Regions from separate parts of the Mus musculus genome. Here regions 1 and 2 are each linked to region 3. A link is a contact called in public HiChIP or PLAC-seq data. All regions are on one chromosome and are shown on one strand. The core of a region is the stretch at or near the end of the contact, and the rest is flanking DNA. Distances in the headings are between cores, read along the strand shown. Region 1 has its middle 12 kb from the start of Dlk1. Region 2 holds the start of Ankrd9 (ankyrin repeat domain 9). Region 3 has its middle 6.3 kb from the start of Gm40577.

What was found. HiChIP or PLAC-seq counts read pairs in DNA pulled down with a chosen protein or histone mark.
Region 1: a FOXA1 HiChIP or PLAC-seq map of pancreatic cancer cells shows a contact between it and region 3. The contact joins two enhancer-like sites. A contact is called at or near these places in 1 of 39 promoter capture datasets (cranial neural crest) and 3 of 115 datasets of contacts at active chromatin or transcription factors (embryonic stem cells, pancreatic cancer cells and stem cell-derived neural progenitor cells).
Region 2: a contact with region 3 is called in an HNF4G HiChIP or PLAC-seq map of pancreatic cancer cells. The contact joins the promoter of Ankrd9 here to the enhancer-like site in region 3. A contact is called at or near these places in 2 of 39 promoter capture datasets (embryonic stem cells and pre-B cells), 1 of 15 datasets of contacts at CTCF or cohesin (embryonic stem cells), 8 of 484 Hi-C or Micro-C datasets (CD4 T cells, the G1E-ER4 cell line, cerebral cortex and 3 more) and 4 of 115 datasets of contacts at active chromatin or transcription factors (embryonic limb bud, embryonic stem cells, microglia and 1 more).

What each region holds. Positions count from the first base shown.
Region 1 is chr12:109,440,508-109,443,385 of GRCm38.p6, forward strand. No RefSeq gene overlaps it. Among named protein-coding and RNA genes, the nearest start is that of Dlk1, 12 kb to the right of the region's middle. Within about 2 kb of position 1,549, at least 73 of the 459 cell types and tissues checked have an H3K27ac peak or open chromatin away from gene starts, as enhancers often do. A contact at or near this core is called in pancreatic cancer cells, where this site is marked.
Region 2 is chr12:110,977,606-110,980,391 of GRCm38.p6, forward strand. It overlaps Ankrd9 (ankyrin repeat domain 9), which reads right to left and starts at 1,435. Exons shown (of 3, transcript NM_175207.5): 1 at 1,235-1,435; 2 at 343-522.
Region 3 is chr12:110,423,001-110,425,757 of GRCm38.p6, forward strand. No RefSeq gene overlaps it. Among named protein-coding and RNA genes, the nearest start is that of Gm40577, 6.3 kb to the left of the region's middle. Within about 2 kb of position 1,406, at least 15 of the 459 cell types and tissues checked have an H3K27ac peak or open chromatin away from gene starts, as enhancers often do. A contact at or near this core is called in pancreatic cancer cells, where this site is marked.

The sequences.
Region 1 (2,878 bases), core at 299-2,798, 980 kb before region 3:
GCTATGGGCATATAGTGCCTTAGCCTCCTCTTTCAGAGATCCATGGAATGAATATGTGACAACTGTTCAATCAAAGTCCTCGAAACTGAGTACTGGGGTGCCTGACTACAAATGGGAAGTCAAGTGGCTATGGAGTCCTTGGAGTGGGAGGCAGACAGTTGTGGCACCCTTCAGATCACATGGAAAGGGTGACCACCTCCTTCAGTTTCTCGGCAACCCAATCCTGCCTGAGGAAGAGCAGTATTTAAACACCCACTGTTGCTCTCTGGGCCAATCTGTAGCTTTACTCTAGGAACCTCCCCAGTGAAAGAGAGAGTCTCATTTTCCCTAAGGAACAGCCAGGATTGTGTCTGTAGCCTTGGCAGGATAAGGACAGGGAGGTGACAGATCCTGTCTAGACCTGGCCATGATGGTAGAAGATCTGTCAATAAAGAGTTGTGCCCCCCCCACACACACTCTTCTTAGATGAGGGGAGAATAGAGGCATTGCTTCTTCTCATAGTCAGCCCAGACAGGAGGATAGGGATGGATAGACAAACAGACTGTCTGCCCAAGGTCCTTGGTGAAGGAAGCATTGGGGAAGAACAAGGGTCTTATGGGACTAGGAGATGGAAGGCATGAGCAAGCAGGTGGTATTTAGGGGCATAGGTAGAGACAGGACAGTCCCTGCAAGATCCCCAATGTGTGGCAGAGCCAAGTACATATGGAGGGGACCCTCTGGAGGGCATGCAGCGGGGTCTGGGATGAAGTTGGGCTACAGAAAAGCATAGAAGTCTCTAATACAGCTGCCAGGGGCCACGAAGTTCCTGGCTCCCTGGCCCTGCCACCCATCTGTCCCAACTCTGCAACTTCAGTGGCCACAGGAAGCACAGGCCTTCCCTGGCCTCAGAACCAGTCATGAGGTTTTTTTTCCTCAGAGTAGTGTTGTAGTTGAATCCCTTAACTGTCGGTTACTGCTCCCCACACAGACAGTTTATTAAAAACTGGGCCAAGTTAAAAATACTGGCATCGAGGAAGTACAGGCACCCCAAACTACCAGAAAGCCGCAGCTCCTCCCAGGGGAATCCCTGCCCACGGCCTGTGTGTAGCCCAGCTGGCAGGCAACCTGCCAGCTCCACGGAAGGGGACAGAACAGCCCCTCCCAGCTGCTCCAGCTCTGTTCTGCCTGAACTGAACACCAGCCTGGGACCAGGCCCGGCACCCCTGGGTGCTAAAGAGGTCTGGACTGGGGCCAGATGGAACCCCTCCCCACCTTGAAGTGAAGGCAGGGTTAAACACATTCACATACCCACCCGCCACCCATTTCTTAGCACTGAGATCCACTCCAGGGATAAGGAACAGGACTCTGTAGAGAAGTCCCTAGAAGGGGGTCCTGTCTGGCATGGGAGGGACTGAGGGGTAGCTACCAGATGAGACTCTCTGGTAGCCCCAAAAAGACCCCTTTGATGGTCACAACAAGAGAGATATACCTTTCCTGTAGAGTGAGTATTCTCCCTAGCTCTCCGCCCACACATTACACACTAAATCAACAAATGCTCTCTGGGCCCCAACGGTGTGTCCAGGATACAGATGAGAACCGGGCACCAGCTAGATCTTTCAGAGGCTCTGGATACTTCCCAGTGCGCAAAGTGGCTCACTAGCCTCCGAGGCAGAGCGTGACAAACGCCAGGTTCTGTGTAAATAAAATCAATGCGAAACCACTTTGAAAGTTAAAAGCACAATTAACGCCCAAGTGTGCCTACTACAAGGCCAGTGGCAGAGAGTATCCAACAGGCTGGGCTCCGCAGCATGGCTGTTCTCTTTGCCAGTGGCACCAGAGGACAGATGGAAGGGGCTCACGGTACATTGACTCACTGCCCGTGTCGTTCCCCCCCACCCCCAGCCCCTCCTCACCCCTGCAAATGCTGCAGACTCAATTAAAGAGCTCGTGGAAGTGTCGGTTCAAATCCTAGTCTCCCTAACTCGCCAGAAACTCTCAGAGGAGCAGGCTGCATTTGCCTCATTCAATTAATCATGTAGGTGCTGGATCATCACCTGCAGCCTCTTCAGCCCACAAACACCCTTGGGTCCCTCTTACAGTTAAGTGAAGGCCTAGGCTCCCACGCACGCACTCACTTAGACATTAAACTGTGCATAGTCTCTGCATCCTGGAGCCCTTGGCTACCTGTCTCCATCTTTTGCTTTTTTCCCTGTGGCCACAGTTGGTCCTCTCCTTTTCTGCATCTCCCTACAGTCCCAATCACACAGCGTCTATGTTTTCATTTTCTTAATCGATGTCCCTACGACATTGGGGACCTACGAGGAGTGCCTCCTTCACTCTCTCTGGGTGTCTGGAGTCCCGTTGGGTTTTTTTGGTTTGTTTGTTTGTTTGTTTGTTTGTTTGTTTTTTCATGAAAAGGATTGAAGAAGGGTGCTTAGGGACACCAGGCAAGGAGCCAGTCGTATGAGCGGCTGACACTTGGCCAAAACGGAGACTGGAACACAGTCGTTAAGGGCACTTGATGCTTTTGCAGTTCTTGGTTCAGTTCCCAGCACCCGTGTGGTGGTTCAAGATCCAACACCTTTTTTTTTTTTCCCTGTCCTCCTTGGGCACCAGGCTCTTATGTGGTGAACACATATGCACACTTAGGAATAACACAAAACCCAGGAAAGTCCCGTGGGCTTCTCTAACTTGCAAAGCCTCCACCCCTGACCCTTTGTGTCTAGACCTGGTGAACTTGGCCATCACCTGGGATGGAGGTCAGATCCTGTGAGCTGGAGCTTCCTCCACTGAAGCACATAGCTTCTCTACTAGCTTTGAGTTTCCAGCCCAGGTACTGATACCCCCTAGGCCTGTAGGGTAACTGGGCCTGCTGTCATCTGTCTGTTTTTTTTTTTTC
Region 2 (2,786 bases), core at 185-2,684, 550 kb after region 3:
ATTCTCTCCTGGACCCAGAACCATTCTTGAATTTCTGCACCTGCACTTCCTCTCTTGCCTGTGCTAGAGAAGGCTGGATCTGCTGGAGCCTTCCGTGTGCCAACCCTCTGCAGCCCTGGAACCTTCAAAAAGCGCTCCTTTCACACCTGAGCCAGGTCCTTCCAACTGCAAATAAAGAGGAACCCATGGGACATCGCAGAAGACTCAGGCTCACAGCACAAGTTGAGCCCAAATCACCCTCACACCCCCAAATCCAGCCCCAACTCTACTTCTACCCTGACCCCAAGAGACTACTCAAACTTCTTTCCAGGAGGGTCGTGGAGATTATTCACTTAGACCTACCTGGTTCCTGCAGGCGGCCCTGGGTTCTGTAGATGCAGGTATTCACTCTAACACACCAAACCTCATCAACAAGAAAGTGGTGGCCCAGGGCTGGCAGTGCGCCCGCCCGCAGCCAGAGTTGGAAAGTGGCTCTGGCTCTTTTATCCACAAACAATTTTCCTGCCCATCAGGAAGGAGCTCCTGGGAGGAGGGAAAAGGTGAAGTCAGTGGGGGGATTGGAGCATACACCACCTGCAGTCCTCTCGAGGTCCATCCACATGAGGCCGATACTGCCATCTCACTTTTCAACGGGGGACAAGCTAGTCCAAGGTCAGTCACCAAGTCAGGCTGAGCCAGGACAAGAGCCTAGGTCTCCTGCGTTCTGTTTGAGGGCCGTTCCATACACTGCAGACCCCAGTTTAAAAACCCTACCTCCACCTTGGGTCCCAAGCCTCAAACCTGAGCCCTGGCCATTCACCCTTGGTCTCCCTGCCCAAGAGCCCTACTGCCTCCAGCAAGGGTAAGCTCTAGGTTACAAGGGACCTGGGACAGCCAGAGGGCCTCGTCCACAGTGTCATGACCATTAACTGGGTTACAGAGGTGAGCACTATAGAGTGGGCTGCGGCAGACGCCCCTCTGAGGGGATTGGCATGACTGCAGCTCCTCCCGGAACCTGGGCCCCCTGCGCCCCAGATGCACTGTGTGGGCACGCGTGGGGTGCCGGGCGGGTTACGTAAAGTTCGGCCGCCCCACGTCACTGGGCAGAGTCACGGCCGCGGCTCTGTGACTGGAGCTTGGGCCGCCGGCCAGATCCTCCCTGACCCCTCCCGGGGCGCGCCCGAGTGTCTGCGGGCCGGTGGCCAGGATCAGGGGCTGCACCTGCGCACCGGGGCGCTCGGGGCAGGCGACTCACCAAGCCGCGCGACCCTGTCCCTGCGGCGGGCCGGAGCGCGCGCCGTCCATGCACGGGCGAGCAGACAGAGATCCCACGACGCCGGGAGCGGAGGCAGCGCCCGCTGCACTCTGAGCCGCCGCGACACCGTCTCCCGATGCCGGTGCTGGTGCCGCCGAGGGGAGGGCGGCGGGCGGCGCAGTGCGGCCGGGGCCGGGCAGGACCGCGGGACGGGCCGCCGCCGCCATTGGCTCACGCCGCCGGCCCCCGCCGCTACCCATTGGTCGTCGCGCTGCACCATTGTTGCGTCACGGGCCAGGGGGCGGGACTCTCAGAGGGACCCGCGGAAAACTTCGGAGAAACTTGAGGGCCCCGAGGTGGCGGGGTGGGGAGGGGTGGTGAGAGATGCCGGGCACCGGGCAGAGCTTGGAGGGCGGGACGTGATGGAGGCGGGGCGAGTCCCGGCAGGCTCCTGGAGCTGGATCTGTGCGGTCCTAGACTGCACACAAGAATAGGCTCCCTGGCTTGCGCTTGCGGCTGCTGCAAGAGTCCTGCTCTGGGCTTCCCTTGCTCTGACCCTCACTGACCTTGGGGAAACATCCAGCTGTTACCCCATCTGCGTGTGGGAAGGCCTAGAATAGGACTGAGCCCTTAAACTATTGAACCTTGCTCTGCCCTGCCAACGCCCTGGCATGGCTAGCCTCGGCTCCAATCTCAAAAGAAAGGCATGGATGCATGCGTGTATAAGAGCTGTTTATAGTGCCTATTGTGTCGTCTTCTGGGCTAAACGCTTTCTTTCACTTTGACTTTACCACTAACACAGGAGAAAAGGGGGGGGGGCAGAATTATGATGCCTGCTATGAGGTAGATAGTTATTTAAGTCCAGTGTGAGTTGGCACATATCTTTAATCCCCGCACTCAGAAGGCAGAGGCAGGTGGATCTCTGAACTGAAGGCCAACCTGGTCTAGAAAGCAAGTTCCAAGACAGCCAGGACTACAGAGAAACCCTATCTCAAAACACACACACACAGAGAGATAGAGAGAGAGAGTCGGTTGTCCAAAGAAAGGTACACTTTGGGGCTGTTTTTCACTCAGGCAGAACTGGGAGCATGTTCTAGCCTTCCCATGGCTGACCCTAGAGCCTGAGGGAGCCCCTGACTTCATCAGGGGTGTGGGAGTGCCAAGTCCATTCCAAATGCACAGATGAAAGCTGCCACGCCTGGACCTTGGGACTCTCACCCCACCTTACCAGAGGCAAGGATCCCCCTGATGAAATAGTTCCAAACTCCATTCACAGGCACGGCCAGTTTCTTTTCCACAATGCCCTTAGAGGCTCAGTTAGGGCCAAGGGTTCCTGCAGCCTCCATCCAAGCCCTTCCTCCTGCCTCTGTCCAGCAGACAGCTAGCACCTTCAAAGCAACCTCCCCTCCCCTACCTCAGAGCAAATGTGTATACAGCCTTCAACCCTCTTGGCTCCTCTGTGCCAGCAGGGGCTAAGGGACTTTAAGCTGGAGTCTCTCTCACCTGGCTCCTTTGAGTAGACTTAAGCAGGCATACGTGTACACACACGCAC
Region 3 (2,757 bases), core at 156-2,655:
GCACAGGGAAGCAGAAGTTACAGGGTTGGTAAGTCCTCAGCGTTAGAATGAGAGGGTTTCCAGAGAGAACCCAGGTATGCTCAGGTGACCCTCTGAGAAGATTCACTCTCAAGCAGAAGCCAGGAACCAGTTATGTTCAAGACAATGCAGGTCCCACTGGTCTTGTCTTCTCCATCCCAGACAGATGCCTCAGAAAGCGGACATGATGGTGCATAGCTCTAATCCTAGCATTCGGGAGGCTGAGACAGGGCCTGGACTACACAGCGAAATCCTGTCTCCAAAAGAGAAAAGACAGAGACAGACTGTGGGCACACCAAAGGGAGCCTCCCGTAGGGTAATGCCCGGTGAGGCTTGGCCTCATAACCCAGGAGCACCTTGGATGTATGGGGAGGTGTAGACTGTACTGAGAATGTGTTATCATTAAAACCCTGGTTATGTGGAACAACAATATGAACTAACCAGTACCCCCAGAGCTCGTGTCTCTAGCTGCATATGTAGCAGAAGATGGCCTAGTCAGCCATCATTGGGAAGAGAGGCCCCTTGGTCTTGCAAACTTTATATGCCCCAGTACAGGGGAATGCCAGGGCCAAGGAGTGGGAGTGGGTGGGTAGGGGAGCAGGGCAGGGGGAGGATACAAGGAACTTTCGGGATAGCATTTGAAATGTAAATAAAGAAAATATCTAATTTTTTAAAAAGCCATGGTTATGTTATGTAAATATGTTTTGTTTGTTTGTTTGTTTGTTTGTTTGTTTGTTTGTTTTAATCCCAGGCGTGGGCTGTGGGGCTGCTTCAGGTTGTCCACAGCTGCTATGATTTGTCTCATGCTCTAGCAGGGGTGTGATTTTTGCCCCCTGTAGATAGCTTATGTTTAGAATTCTGGGGACTCTTGAAAGGAGCCCAGAGAGGGCCTGTGATGGTGGCTGCTCCCCCTGCTGCTCCTGGTTGCTGGGTAAAGAGACATGAAGAAGAAACCATATATCCTGACAGTGAAGACTGGACCTGCACCCAAGGTACCCGACACCCCTGATCAGCAGGAGGCAGTCTAAGGAGATGACACCCCCTCCCACCTCTAGCCTTCTTTTCCTCCTAGCCCGTGTTGGGAGGTTGGACAGGATTGGGATGGAGAAGGGTGGTAGATATAAGAACCCAATAAAGTATGCCTACAACAGAGTCACCACTAGAGGCATGGTCCCAGAGAACTGCCACTGGGCCAGAGCCTGGAGCAGACTTGCTCTGAACCCTTTGTCCCTGCCTGGCAAACTGCAGAGCCTTCTGCCTGGGTAAAGGTGTGGCCGCTACCCCAGCAGATTTAAAGAATAAAACACACCCTTGTGTATCCAGAAGGGCCCTGTCCCATGGGCCTAGAGGGCAAGAGCTTGGTGCCAGAAAGTCCCTGCTGTATGACAAAATATTTCCTAGAAAACACACATCTACTCACCCCAGATAGGGACCTCGTGACAGACCAAAGTATGAATATGACCAAAGTCCAACTTAGTTTTAGCCAATGAGTTTTATTGGGGTTACTTACAGGAATCTGGGTGAGGGGTCACTTACAGGAGCAGAAATGACTCAAAGATAGCTGTGTCATCAAAGTCCACCTCAGCATGGGTAACAGCTCACAAGGAGCCCACTGCACAGCCTGCAGACAGCTCAACAGGTTGGGGTGTTCTTCCCAAGTGACTCTGGTCTAAACCATTTCCCCGGAGCAGCTGGTCTGGCATAAGTCTCCTTGTAGCTTTTCTCCTCTGGGAATCTTCTGTGCTTTGTCTGAGAGGGTCTCTCAGCCTTTACCATTTACTCCAAGAGGGAGGGGCTAAGTAAATCTGCTTAGTTTCAGGGTCTTCCTGAAGTTAGAGTTGTTTATCATACAGCTTCCCTTCAGGATGGAAAAACGTACTCAGCGGCCACCCTCAGACTTCCCTGACTGGTGGAATTTGCCCTGCTGGGTTTGGGCTCACCTGGGTCCTATAAGTCCTTCCTTTCCTAGTTCTCGTTGCCCGGTGGAGTGTCTGTCCTGTACCTAACCCACCACTGTATTCTGAAACATAGCAGTGCCTGGATTTTATAGGTTCAAGAGCGGAGAGCAGCATTGAGATGGACCCTGAGTCTCACCCACATCCAATACGGCTGACTTTGAACTTCAGATGTCTGACATGATATCAGAGCTGTTAAGACACTGGGGTGATTGGCTGGCATTGGGGTGACTGGCTGGCATGATTGTGTCAGAACAGAGAATATAAATTTGGAGAGTCCAGGCGCAATGTGCTCTGGGCTGGAGAGCCATGTCCTGCAAATTTTTATGTAAAAATCCTTTAGAATCTAGACCAGACTATGACACAGGCCACAATGCCTGCAGCAGCTCCCCAGCCCCATCTCGCCAGCCTCAGATCCTAGTGGGCACCTTACTGAGACATGGGATTACTAACTAACAGTTACTAACAGTTACTAACTCCCTGTGGAGAGTGGAGGGATCCTTGAGTAAATGTTTAAGAAGTGAATAAATTAGTGGGTGGGTGTGTCTTAGTTTGGGTTTCCATTGCTGTGAACAGACACCATGACCAAGGCAACTCTTATAAGGACAACATTTAATTGGGGCTGGCTTACAGGTGCAGAGGTTCAGTCCACTATCATCATAGCAGGAAGTATGGCAGCATCCAGGCAGACATGGTGCCAGAGAAGCTGAGAGTTCTACATCTTGATTGAAAAGCAACCAGGAAAGACTGGCATTTTTGGACAGCTAGGAGGAAGCTCTCTTCC